Linked DNA regions of Mus musculus: region 2 is linked to region 1. A link is a contact called in public ChIA-PET data. All regions are on one chromosome and are shown on one strand. Each heading gives the region's core, a stretch centred on a gene start, on an enhancer-like site or on the middle of the called end of the contact. The rest is flanking DNA. Distances are from core to core; before and after follow the strand shown. Region 1 overlaps Wipf1 (WAS/WASL interacting protein family, member 1). Region 2 holds the start of Atp5g3 (ATP synthase, H+ transporting, mitochondrial F0 complex, subunit C3 (subunit 9)).

Evidence for each region. ChIA-PET counts read pairs in DNA pulled down with a chosen protein or histone mark.
Region 2: a contact with region 1 is called in an RNA polymerase II ChIA-PET map of effector CD8 T cells, with 7 read pairs. The contact joins the promoter of Atp5g3 here to the enhancer-like site in region 1. A contact is called at or near these places in 2 of 115 datasets of contacts at active chromatin or transcription factors (bone marrow-derived macrophages and effector CD8 T cells) and 1 of 9 other capture datasets (pancreatic islet).

The regions. Positions count from the first base shown.
Region 1 is chr2:73,467,279-73,474,180 of GRCm38.p6, forward strand. All of the region lies in intron 1 of Wipf1 (WAS/WASL interacting protein family, member 1), which reads right to left. Among named protein-coding and RNA genes, the nearest start is that of Wipf1, 59 kb to the right of the region's middle. Within about 2 kb of position 3,228, at least 129 of the 459 cell types and tissues checked have an H3K27ac peak or open chromatin away from gene starts, as enhancers often do. A contact at or near this core is called in bone marrow-derived macrophages and effector CD8 T cells, where this site is marked.
Region 2 is chr2:73,907,078-73,913,979 of GRCm38.p6, forward strand. It overlaps Atp5g3 (ATP synthase, H+ transporting, mitochondrial F0 complex, subunit C3 (subunit 9)), which reads right to left and starts at 4,249. Exons shown (of 5, transcript NM_175015.3): 1 at 4,175-4,249; 2 at 3,878-3,983; 3 at 2,787-2,864; 4 at 2,107-2,300; 5 at 1,370-1,630. The coding sequence starts at 3,916. The coding sequence ends at 1,516.

The DNA.
Region 1 (6,902 bases), core at 1,978-4,477:
CCCTCCCACTGCTTCCTCTATCCCACTATTTTGAAAACGTAGATGACGATTTCTCAGAGATGCTGAGAGATAAACAAGGCTGCAGCATGAACAACGGCTCAGGCAACAGAGACTAGTGACTCTCTCAGGCCCAGAGCTACTCCAGCCACTACCTGCACCATGCCTGAAAACAGCCTTAGACAATGTTAACATCATAACACTTCATTCAAACATGCTCCAAGACAATTTTAAAAAAGAGCGCACAGTTATTTGTTGAAAAGCAAATGATATCTGGTATCACTTTACTAGAACCAAGTGTTTGTAAACAAAGGACACTCTAAAAAAAAGAAAAAAGAAAAAGAAAAAAGTTGAGTTCATGGAAAAAAAAAAGCCCATGGAAAAACCTACTCAGAACTAATTTTCTAGTAAGGACAATTTCTCTGACTTCAGACACACCAGAAGAGGGTGTCAGATCCCATTACGAATGGTTATGAGCCACCATGTGGTTGCAGAGATTTGAACTCAGGGCCTTTGGAAGAGTAGTCGGTGCTCTTACTGGCTGAGCCATCTTGCCAGCCCCCTCCTCTGCCTCTTATATAGAAGAAGCTGTTGAAAAGAATCAGTTTTAGCACGTGAATCTGATACTATTACCATCACTACAGAAGTTCATGCTGATACATTTTAAGCTTCTAGCTCTGTTTTCCTTTGTAAAAAGCATAAAAAAAAATTTGAAGTTTAGAATTTACTCATACGATATTTTAAAGCGTTACTCTCTTCACGGCAAAAGCAGTTAACAAACTTATGGGAAAGAATGTGTAGTTGGCATACTAACATTTAAAAGTATTAAGGTCTTTTACTGTTCAAAAATATTTTAAAGAATAATAAAAGGAAAGCCAAGGATGGCCTTACTCAAACTTCTCTCTGTCTCTCTCTCTCTGTCTCTGTCTCTCTTTCTCTCTCTCTCTCTCTGTGTGTGTGTGTGTGTGTGTGTGTCTTACTCTGCAGACCATGATCCCATGATGTCCTCAAACTCAGTCATTCTCCTGCCTCTGCCTCTCCCGTCCAAGGAGTTACCATGCCTACTTTCAATTTCTACAGTATATCAGGACCTGAGAATCTAGGAGCATCAAAGATTTAGTAGCGTCCATATTCTAAAGCCTGGTGTGAATTTCTCAGATCAGGCAGATGTCAAGCAGAACACGACCCTGTCTAAACCTCTGCATGTCATCATCAGGGCCGACGCCTCAGTAGCAACATGAAGCATTTCCTGGAGACCCCAGCCATATTACTGCCAAAAATCATTTTCATGAACTCACCCTCAAACATGAAACACAGGGTAGGGCTGCTCTGCTGTCCCTCGGTCACCATTGTACCGAGCTGGCAGGAATCTCTCCCTGTACAAAACTCTTTCCAAGCAAAGACTTGGGAAGAAGTGGTACGCTGATACCATGGTGGGGGGAAAAGTCCTCAAATACAAAGATAGCTCAAAAGTCTCTGTGGATAGCTTAATGGAAATAAACAACTCAGTTCCAGTTCAAAATAATCCCAAGAGACCAGTTTACTTTGGCCATAGCTGCATGCATGTAGAAAGCTGAAGGTCCTGCTTATGCAGTAATTGTGTTGTGTGCTAAAGGAATGAATAGCCAAGGCTGTCCACCCTGAGGTCGGGATGCAATAAAAGATACATCTGCCCAGTGTGGCTGCAGAAACAGAACCACACGAGTCTGAGAGGGTTTCTCATCTTAAGAGAGAGGGGGCTCCCGGCCATTTTGCTCTCCAGGAGCTAGAGCAGGTTTGACACATTTTCCTGGGGCTGCTCTTCACTGGTAGCCCATTCTGAGTCCACAACAGTCTCCCGCTGCTGAGACCTGCGCATGGAGACTTCTTGCAAGGGACTTTCCCTGCAGAACTAAGAGAGGAGAGGGAACCCTGAGAAGCCATGGTCTAACCGCTGTCTTGAAAATTGCCAGTACTGAATTTTCATTTTTGCTCGTTTAAAAACAGTCTGCAGCTGGACCTTGTGGTACCTGCCTTTAATTCAGGGGGGCAAAGCAGGCAGGGCTCTTGAGTTTGAGGGCTGCCTGCTTTATACAGTCAGTACCAGGTCAGCCAGGGCTATGTACTGTGACCCTGACAACAACAACAACAACAACAACAACAACAGTAATAGAGACCAGTGTTTTACTTGGTTTTGGGAAGCAGCATTTTTCTGTTAGAGCAGTTGTTTTTCTAAACAAAGGGGTGTCACCCAGCAAAATTTCAAAAGGCATTTGATATTTATTTCACATAAACTTTTACTTGAGATGGACCTCGTCAGCCACTTTTAAAATCTTGCTTTTAATCTCGGTTTTATGCTGTTCTTTTGAAGTATTTAACCAGATAGGATTAAGGGCACACAGATAATTCTTCATTTTTGGTCATACAAGAAAACTGACCTCATGCCTGAAGGAGCATTCTTTTCCCTTTGTCCCTTGGGGATGGGAGGGGAAAACGGAAAGAGTGACTAAGTTTAATATTTTGTGTCATCAACTTTTAGCAGGTTGGTGAGGTTCACTCAGGGCCCAGATCATATGTTGGAGCAATTCTGACAATTAAACAGCAGTTTGCCTCTTCGGGGCTCGGCTATGACACTGAAGCTGGGCTACCTGCTCATGGTGGACTCGGAAGGCCTGCTAAAAAGCCTTACACCTTCTGCCATTTGTCTTTCTAGGTGGCTCGCCACTCGGCCAGCCTCTGCAGCTGGTCAAACCAGCAGAACCTTCTAGAGTGCCCTGGAAAGAGCACTTAAGGGCTAGAACGAACCTGTGTTCAGTGTTTCCATGCTAGTCTCTGGCCAGGGGAAACACCGACTCAGAGGCATCTGGAAAAGACAGATGGCTCAGAGGAACAAAGACCTCTCCAAGCCAGAAAGCACCAGCCCACCTACGTGCCCACCTGCCTGTCCTCAGCTGCATGCAGACACCGAGCCAGTGCCACCAGGGGCATGGTAGCTTAGGTCAGACACAGCCTGCAGACCAGTGTGGTCCAACTCCCCAAAGAATAGGTTCTTATCACATCGGAGCACAGAGTAGTGGAAATGTGTGGTTCTTTAGCAATGCCAGAAAACAGAGACATGTGGTCTGTGGGGAGCTCTACGTGCAGTGTTACCATCCCCCACAGAGCTTTCACACAGGTCTCTCTCAGTTCCAGAAGAGCATGAGAACGCTCGCATCTCTCCGTGTGGTGTGCACACCACGTTTTTCTTGGCTGTTCTGTGAACAGGCGAAGAGAGGGGTGGGACTACAAGGTGAACCATTCAGAGGTGGAAAGGGTACAGCCTATAAAGGCCCAAGTTCAGCCAACGTCTTTGAGGTTTTCTTTCATTTCCACAGTTCTGAGTCACATAGCTTCCTCTTTGGACTTTAACAATAATTAACGAGTCTTAGAAAATGAATCAGTATTCATTGGAAAATGCTAAATGTCATCTTGTTCCTTATCCATGGTTTTATGTCCTTTAGAAATGTTTTTCATGGTCTCCAAGACTATTCAGAATTGAAGTTCTGTATTCGTAAGCGCCTCTGTGCTGTGTCTCCATTTCCCTGTGAGAGCAACGCCAGCCCTAGCCCACTGGGAAAGAGCTGACCCCTGGACCAGGGAGATGCCCACGCAGGATGCAGCTCACACTGTGAGCTGCTCTGGCCTGGAAGGATGGGAGAAGGAAGCCCTAGACACCTCCAGTCCCTCCCCTAGTCTCAGAAGAAGGAACTGGGAAGCATGGAGTCCAGGCACAGACAGAGGAGAGGCCAGCATCTGTTTTGTAGGGATGTAGGCACCTGAGCCTTCAACAATCCTTATGATATGAATACCAAGAACAACAATAACTAACAGTTACTGAACTCTTGGTACGTGATAAGGAGTGTTAAGTGTCATCAACTCCTATCTCACAACATGGTGGTGGTCTTTATGATGATGACTGTGGTAGTGTTGGTGGTGGTGCTGGTGATGATGATGGTGGTGGAGGTGCTGGTGATGATGATGATGGGGGGTGCTGATGATGATAATGATAGAGTAGTAGCACAGACAAGGCAAACAACATAGCAAGAATCTGATCTTACATGATCTGTCTCAGGAGCCCATGCTTCAACATGGTAAGCACCTCCCTTGGTGCTGGCCCTGGACTCCCTGCCTCCTTTATTGCCCATCCTTACAAGGAAATCCCTCAATAAAAAAGTCTGACTTAGGAAATGGTGCAAGCTCTGTTGGAGGCCTTCCTTCCTGGGATGCGGGGTTAGTGTGAGCTTAAGGGGTGGCCCAGTGTCCTACTAAAGCTGGCTGGATTTGTTCTGAAAGAGGACACTGCTGAAGATGGTCCCATGGGCATTTTGGGGCTCTGGCAAGGTGTCACCTGAGGTGAGGCACACAGACACCTCTTTCTTCACTAGCCTATTGTGTGCTCGATCCTGGATTCCCACTGCCCCCAGTCACTGCCAGGTGTCTGTGGCCCTTACAAGCCAGTGTGTTACCAGACACCAGGCACCAGGTCCTCCATCTTTCTACATCTACAGCACTCAAAATAGTCCCTTTGACAAGCATTTCATGTGTGCCTTTTTTTCTTTCTTAAAATATGAGAATAGCATGCATCAACTCTGGAAATCGGTGACACAATTAATTTTTTAAAGATTTTACAGTGGTGATAGGAAGCAATGAACATTGATAACTTTTTTTTTTTTGAGACAGGGTCTCACGAAGCTGTCTAGCCTAGGCAGGCCTTGAACTCCTGACCTTCCTGCTTCTACCTCCTCAATGCTGTGATTATTGGAATTACCCATTACACCCACTCACCCACCGACAACTTTGGAAAGCATTTTCCTCTAGTTTTATATATGCCTCAAATATTTTAAAGTTAGAATTATTCATGTATGTGGTTCGGAATTATCTCTTAACACAAAACCTTCCTAGGTTTTATTTTTTAAAAAATATTTAGTTTTATTTTTTTGTGTGTGTATGGGCGTTTTGCCTGAATGTTATATATGTACACCACATGCATGCAGTACTCACAGAGGCCAGAAGGGGGAGTCAGAAACCCTAAAAGTGCACTTGTGGGCAGTTGTGAGCTGTCAAGTAGATTCTAGGAATCCAACCTGGGGCCTCTGCAAGAGCAGCCTGTGCTCTTAACTGTGGAGCCATCTCTCCAGCCCAACTTTTCTTACTCTTTCATACTACTTAGATGCTCTTTGAAAATGTGAGTTTTAAAATAACAGGAGTGTTTTTTACTTAACATCCTCCTGCCATCAATCGCTTAGTTCTACTTTGCCTTTATAACTATGCTGGCACTAATATGTGTATAGAGTCTGCGTATGGAGACACACTTTTAAGCCCAGCACTCAGGAGGTAGAGGCAGGAGGACTGCTGTGAGTTTGAAGCTAGCCTGATCTACAAAACAAGTTCCAGGTGTGAAAAAATAATGCCTATATCCAAACTTGTGCACAGCTAGTATTTTGCTCTAGAATCAATGGTAGACACGGAGTCAGAGGTTGAACAGTTTAAACTTGCTGAGTGCAAACTACCCACTGGGAGTGCTTACACTCCCTCCCTCCCTCCCTTCCTCCCTCCCTCCCTCCCTCCCTCCGGCCAAATAACATGAATGCTCCACTTGCCACCGTAACATGGTTAAAACAAAAGACTACATTTTTGGAAAATATTTACCCTAATTGATTTCCTCAAAGGGTCAGAATAGTGACCCACACATTTTAACTCCATGTACATATATAATATGCCAAAAGGAGGGTTTACCCATTATTAAGAATAAACCCATTATGACTGGAAAATTCCAACCTCAGGACCCCACAAGGCCAACATGCTATGGCATTTCGGAATGGAAACTGCATTAGAAACCATTGAGCCAATCAACTATCTTACGTATGAACAGAGTAAACAAACTCAGCCCGGCCAATGTACCAAAACTGGAGCAGGAGTCTAGGTTCAGGCACCAAGAGTCCAGGTTGGCACTTCAACCTAATAGAAGGAGCAGCTCACTGTTAGCGAGATAAGAAGAAAGACTATATAGATGTATTTGCAAAAGAAGTTATGCTCTAAATTCTATTTTGTCTTCAAGTATGAAATCAGAAAGAATTCTTTTATAGGAAAAAGCAAATGTTAACATCTTAAATTATACTCTATTCAGCAAGATCACTCTTGAATTTACAAGTTTCTTTTCTTCGCACCATTGACATAGTCAGCATGTATCCACTGGACTCATCCAACCTGCAGTTAACTAACTTGCTACAACGGCAAGTTCCTGTGTCAGTACTGAGGTAGAAGGAGAGGAGAGGACCACAGTGAGGAGTGAGGTACTCACTCTGGAGAGAGGTGGGGAGGAAGGCGCATGAGCCATAATCATAACATGTCTGGCTGGGTTGTGATGGTTATGCAGAGTGTACCATAGATGCTACTGAGCAACTGAGAGGGGCAGCTTCCTGGAGGAACTGTGCCTACACTTAGAGGAAGCCGGGATAGAAGGAGAGGGCATTGATGAAGTACTGTCAGATATGGCTAGCAACAGCCCTGGGGAGAAACCTATGTGCCAGGTGAAGCTGGAGAGGTGTCCGGGGCCAGGCAGTGTTCAGGAATCCGTACCTTTGTGTAGAACTGTTGAGGAATCTGTGGAAACTATTGAAGCATCTCACCAGCTCCTCAATGGACCATTTCATAGTATTCAGACATGTATAGTCTCTGGATAATTTCCCAGCTTCAGACACTTACAATTAACTACACAATTCTGTGTCACTTCCACACTACCAAAATAACAGAGTCGTGAGTTACACAATGACATTGCAGTCAGGGACAAGACCTCAGAGATGATGATGGTCCTGTTGGATCCTGCTTATCGCAGTTGCCTTTTGTATAAGTGCACTCTGTGATGTTAGCACAATGATGACATCACC
Region 2 (6,902 bases), core at 2,999-5,498, 440 kb after region 1:
AGTGGGCTTTGGTGATGCGGCTGCCTTTGAGACATCTCTGCTACAGTAACCCCTCACTCATATACGTGTAAATAATCCCAATAAAACTCATTGGTTCAACTTAGGGTTTGGTAGTATCCATACTTGTTTTGCCATGGGTCCCTTACCTGCCATTTCCCCAGGAAATTTCTTGCCACACAACATCCTATTTATCACTAGAAGATCTGCTGTGGTAGCCACTGGTACTGCTGACTTCAAGCCATTCCACACTGGTCTTTTTCTGACCATTCTGGAACTCTAAACTAAGCTGGCCTTCAACTCAGAGATCCAGAGGCCTCTCCCTCCCAGACTAAAGACACGCACAAGCACCAGACCACCTTGGTCTCCTTAAATAATTCTAAACATAGCTCCAAGGGGTTTTGTTTTTGTTTTTTCGAGACAGGGTTTCTCTAGCCCTAGCTGTCCTAGAACTCACTTTGTAGACCAGGCTGGCCTCGAGCTCAGAAATCCGCTTGCCTCTGCCTCCCAAGTGCTGGGATTAAAGGCGTGGGCCACCATGCCCCGCTGTCTGTGATCACATGATAAAACTCATTTATCTGCTAATTTGTGCATTTGTGTGCCAGCCTACCTTTCACCTGTAGCTCACACTGTTTCCTGGCAATGTTTCATGTGCCAGTGCTCTTCTGTTTTTAAGTCTGCAGTTGAGCCACTCACTAGGTGGTCCTCTTGCTACTCAAGGTTTAGCATAAGGTGGAGACAAGCAGTGTTCTCAAGTGATCTCTTCCCTGGAAAATGACTCCCAGCCCTTCCAAACATCTCTGTATGCTTACTCATAACAGTAGGAAACTCACCTACTGGTTTTCTTTCTTTTTTTTCTTATTTTTGGTTTTCGAGACAGGGTTTCTCTATGTAGCCCTGGCTGTCCTGGAACTCACTGTGTAGACTTTGTAGACCAGGCTGGCCTCGAACTCAGAAATCCGCCTGCCTCTGCTTCCCAAGTGCTGGGATTAAAGGCGTGCGCCACCATGCCTGGTTTATGGTAACCATGTAATGAGATGGTTTTGTGCATTTATAACCTTGTTCAAGCACCAATCACCCAAAATGAAACTCCACAACTAACAGTCAGTCACCCACAGTTCCATGCTCCTAGAGTTCCCAATAACTTCTAATTGGCCTAGTCTCTACAAAGTTACCTATTTTATACAAACAAAATCACACTATGGGTCTTTTGCTTGGTCTACTTCACTAAGTGTTTTTCAATGTTTCATATTCATCACTTTTTCAAAACCAGGGTAACTGCTGTACCTTCCTCTGACTTGGACAACCACCTACCTCAACAGATCATCTTTATGATGATCCACACTTATATAAGTACAAATCACAGCAAGAATTAAAGTTTTCATCTTTAATGAAATGACTGTGGAAATAACATATATTTCCATGACACCAGTACTACAGTCTTCGGAGTCACAGCAAGATACACAGAATTACATCCGTAATTACTATGAATGCCAACATTTCAGGCAGTAATTTCTGTTACATGGCAAACAAGATCAAGAACGCAACCATCAAACAAAAGAGACCCATAGCTTCAGACAAGGCAAATCCCAGGATAGCATATGAGAACAGCTGCTGCTTCAGTGAAGGGTTTCTAAAAGAGACACAACACAGATGACTGTTACTGTGAAGCAACGTTGATGTCAGCACATTGGGTAAATGGTAGAGTCAGATATCTAGTATGGGGATCTTTGCAAGTCTCATGGGGGTGCTATCTCCTATACCACTTTGCTTTTGTCTCTCAGAGTATTTTACCCACTCCTAATCATGTGGCATAAAGTCAGGGAGCTATCTTCGTATGCAAATATAAATCCTCAGTTTACACCACCTTGAGGGGTCCTGACATTTGTGATCTCCTTGACTCTCCTGACTGGTTGGAGTTATAGGCGTGTTCCCTAGCCCCTAGCTCTATCCTCACTTATTTAAGTGACCAGTGCACACACAGCTCAGAATATAATGCAAGACACAGCAGACACTTCATTCAAAAGGGCTACCATTATTTCATCATTTCCCTCTTTCCACGTCTACTTTCCCACTGAGTCTTCACCTTACTCTGACAGACATGATTACCTGGCATAACCAATGATAAGACTGCCAAAGACTGTTCCAATACCAGCACCAGAACCAGCAACTCCTACTGTTGCAGCACCTGCACCAATGAATTTGGCAGCAGTATCAATGTCTCTGCTGATTACACTGGTCTGAAACTCCCTTCGGATCAGCTGACACACACCATTCTGGGCCCCATTAAAAACTGTAGAGCCCTGGGAAGAGGAAATAAGGCAAAGGTCAATTCAGTAATCACATTGATTTTAACTACTATAGTGCCAAAACCAGTAACTTCTTTATACTATAGCTTGGTATGAATAAATAATTGTATGGCTCAAGGAAAAAGAAAACCAAGAGCTTGATATAATTCTTATCTCGTATAAGATAGTTAACAAGACCTATACCTCTTAGGATTTTTAAAAGTATAAAACAGAATAATGAATATGCTTTTCAACAAAGCAGGCTTTTTTGGATAACCGTGGCTATTTTAAACACAGATAACTCAAAACTATAAATACAGCCTAAAATATTTATTTGCTAATTCAGAAGGTTGTGCTGGCCAAAAGTTCCTCTCAGTGGCTCACCTTCTATGTATTATTTAATAAAACTGGAAAGAAACCACCCATTAATACACCCCTTCATGATAACAACTCTGTAAGACTTATTGACAGTGTTTCCTAATTTCTGTTATTAATACTCACCTCTCCAGTCCTAGTCTCTGGCCGAGATAACACTGATGCAGAAATTGGTCTATATGCAACTCTGGATCCAGCTCGGATCTATTAATGGAAGGAAAAGAAAGAATTTCAAGTACTAAAGAGTACACATTAGTCTTCAGTGACCTCTTGTGCAACTTTAAACTCTAAAGGAGAAAGCAGAAGAGAACGAACAGATTTATTATCTCTGCAATTAGCATGGCCTTTGGTCATTGTGCATACACAAAGCCAACCTAAAATTTTATGCTAATGAACCATGGAATGTTCTATTTAATCTATCTGTAAACAAAAATCCTAAGACCAATTAGTTACCAAGTGACTGAGTGTTGTGGAAGTTTCAGTAACTGTAGTGCTGTAAATTCAAGTAAGTTATGTGGGCTCATAAGGGTGTCGCTATGATTTTGATCATTTACAACAGTCCAGCAGCTAATGAAGCTCCTACAATTTTCAAAGGATTCCTAAATACCCACTAATTCTAAATTTACTATAGAGTTAAGCATTTTGATGTCAGCTTAACAGCCGTTGCAATACTCTCACTATAAGGACATCTGGCAGTCTGGCTTCTCTGCCCTTGAGTGTCCACGGACACTAAGGTCACAGAAAATCCCTCCAGAACCAGGACCCGATTCTCTAGCACAAATCTTTTAGATTCAGACTTCACTTAAAGCCTCCAAAAAAGCAAGCTTCGGGGCTCCCCAACACCTTTCTCCGCCCACACAAGGAAGCAAAGTCCCTCCCTCTGCAGCGGCGAGTTTGACCTACAGACGCGCACGGGAAACGCTGTGCAGGCAACTAGGCCTCAGCTGCCCCTTCCTGACTTCTCAGCACCCCGACCTTCGCGTCGACCCCAACTCCATAGGGACCGGGCGGTGGGGGAGGGGCGCGCTCCACGAGCAAGGAGGCTGTGACCTACGCCCAGAAGGCCTGTCAGCTAGGCCTCGGGGGGGACACATGGCCGGGAACTGTCTGCGGGCCCCAGGGTTGGGAGGGAGGGAGGGAGGAGAGGACATCGGGGCAAGGGTGAAGGAGAGCCGGTCCCTCGGCGTGAATGCTGGGCCGAGGCCCGGGTTACGCACCAGAGCGGGGGTGCGGGCGAGCTTGGCGCAGGCGAACATCTTTCTTCCTGGCGGCGCGGCGTGGATCTAGGTGACAGGCGACGTGGGCTCCTCTCCCGCTTCCTCTCTGCGGAGCGAAAAGAGGCTTAAGGTCAAGTGTCCCCCCCAGGGGCCTGTCCTTGCCACCCCGGCCCCGAGGGGCCCCGCGCAGGCGGTCAGCGTGGCCGCGTGCCCGGGAAGCGCAAGCCCGGTGGACAGGGCCGGGAGACCCGCTCCGCCCCGGCCCGGGCCCCGCGCCCTCCGTTTACCTTCGCTTACCTCCCGAGGCGGCGGCAGTGGCGGCGGCAGAGGTCGAAGCAGTGGGGCTGGGCGCGCAAGCGCGGTGCGGCTCTTATCCGCGCCGCAGCACCCGGATGGAGAAGGCGGGGGAAGACGCTCAAGGTCACTTTGTAACAACTTTATTGGTAACTCTCAGAGGAGGACAATGACAGGCCCCCTCCGTGACCGGCTGGCGGCCAGTGAAATGAAAAGCACACTGAAGACGACTCTTGGCTTTGTTAGTGTTACTAACGGTGCAGATAATTTTTAGTTGTTGTCGCTATCGCAGACTGAGCCTCGCTCCTTGCACGTGCCAGGCAGGGGTTCTCCCAGGGAGCTACAAGCCGACCCTGATTTGGCTTTTATTTCAAACAGGGTGAGTTGCTCAGGCAGGCCTTGAGCTCAGTATGTAAGTTAGGGAGAACCTTGATCGTCCACTTTCACCCTTCCAAGTAGTTAGCTTCTTCATAACCAACTCCAGCGGGATTATTTCTTTGTAAGACTCTAAAACAGGGTTTTTTGTTTGTTTGTTTGTTTGCTTTTGTTTAAGACGACAAATCTTTTCTCAGAAGACCTACCTAGAAGTCCTGGGAAGAACAAATGACGGTTCAAGAGCTTTGCAACTCTGTAGACTAGGCTAGCCTTCAACTCACAGAAATCCTCCTGCCTCTGTTTTCCAAGTGCTGACATTAAAGCCATGTACCACTGTGTTCTGCTGCCTTCCACCATTATAACTGGGAGAATTAAGAGATAATAATGTATCATCATTTCGGACTAAAAAAGTGCCTGAATAGTTTTCAAAATCTATTCAGCACCCAGTTCTGATAACTTTGAACAAACCAGATGGATGCAGAAATGTCTCAGATAAATGGCTGTAGTTCAACGTCTGGTCTTCTTATTGATTTTTTTAAAATAGTTTTTTTGAGATAATATAATCTCATAGGTTCTCCCCTGTTTTAGGGTTTTAATGCTGTGAAGAGACACCACGACTACCGCAACTCTTAGAAACAAACAAACAAACATTTAATTGGGGCTGGCTTACAGTTTCAGAGGTTTAGTCCATTTTCAGCATGGCAGGAAGCATGGCAGTGTTCAGGCAGACACGGTGCTGGAGACAGAGCTGAGAATAGCTGAAGGAAGAAGGCAGGCAGCCAGAAGAGACCACTGTTAGCCATTATGCTTGCCTTATGCTTCTGAAACCTCAAAGCCTGCACCCCCCCCCCCCCCAGTTACACACTTCCTCCAACAAGGCCACACCTCCTAACGGTGCCATTCCCTATGGACCCGTGGGGGCCAATTTTTTATTCAAACACCACTCCCTCCCATTTCCTCCCCCCTCCTCCTCCTAGACACTTCTTGACTTTTCAAATCTGAGGCCTCTTTTTCTTTAGTTTTATATACATATTTAGTTGTATGTATATATGATATGTTTTTAGATATAAAATTATAACTTGCTCAGTCTGTTTGTTTTAACCATAGCATTTTCTCCAGCCTCAGAAAATCACCATTGTTTTTGTTTTGAACTTGACTATTCTAGATCCTTCATCTAAGTCCTGCATTATTTGTCTCATTGTAACTAGCTGCTGTTTCTTTTAGTTCATTACATTTATTTATTTATTCTGTGCATATGTGAGGGCAGACAGATGTGTGTATAGGTGCATATGCCACAGTGTGCATGCAAAGGTCAGAGAACAGATTGAGGGAGCCAGGGCTCTGTCCTCACCATGCGGATTCCAGGGATTGAATTCAGGTCGACAGGTGTAGGGCCAAGCAAGCACCTTGACCCACTGAGGCATCTCACAGCATACTCCTGCTTTTCTTTTTTTATTATTTCTTTAATGTATATGAACACACTGTAGCTGATTTCAGATATACCATGTGGTTGCTGGGAGTTGAACTCAGGGCCTCTGGAAGAGCAGACAGTGGTGCTCTTAACCCTCCAGCCCCATTTCTTGGTTATTTTTGAGACAGGATTTCTCTCTCTCTCTCTCTCTCTCTCTCTCTCTCTCTCTCTCTCTCTCTGTGTGTGTGTGTGTGTGTGTGTAGGCTTGGCTGTCCTAGAACTCACTTTGTAGACTAGGTTGGCCTCAAACTCACAGAGATCCTCCCGCCTCTGCCTCCCAGGTGTGGGGATCAAAGTTTTGTGCCTCCACAGCTAGACAGTTGCCCTTTTCTTAAGGTCAAGTTTTGGATTTTGAGATTGGATCTAGTCATACAGTCCATGCTGGCTTGGAACTTTGTATTCTCCTGCTTCAGTCTTGAGAGTCCTGGGTCACAGCACCTAGTTAAAGACTGATGTCTTTCACACAGCAGATGTTTTTATTGTTTATCCAGGTTGAGACATGTGTCAGAATATTTTTCTTTTCTAAGGCTGGATAATGTCCATATGTATGTATGTATGTATGTATGTATGTATAGATGCATGCATCACACATGGATTAACCATTCACTGGTGAAGGACACTTGGGCTGCTACTACTCTTTGGCTATTGTGAATAATGCTACTATGATCATAGTTGTAACAATACATCTGAGTCCCCACCTTGAATTATTTTGGATACATAGCACAAAATACTGGATCATATAATAATTATATTTTAAAAGGACATGCTGTCTTTCACAGTGGCTATACCATTGTATATTTCTAAAGTAAATACAAGGTTTCCAGTTCCTCCATATTCTTACCACCATGCACGCTCACTCCTGCTTTTTCTCTACTCTCTTTTCTT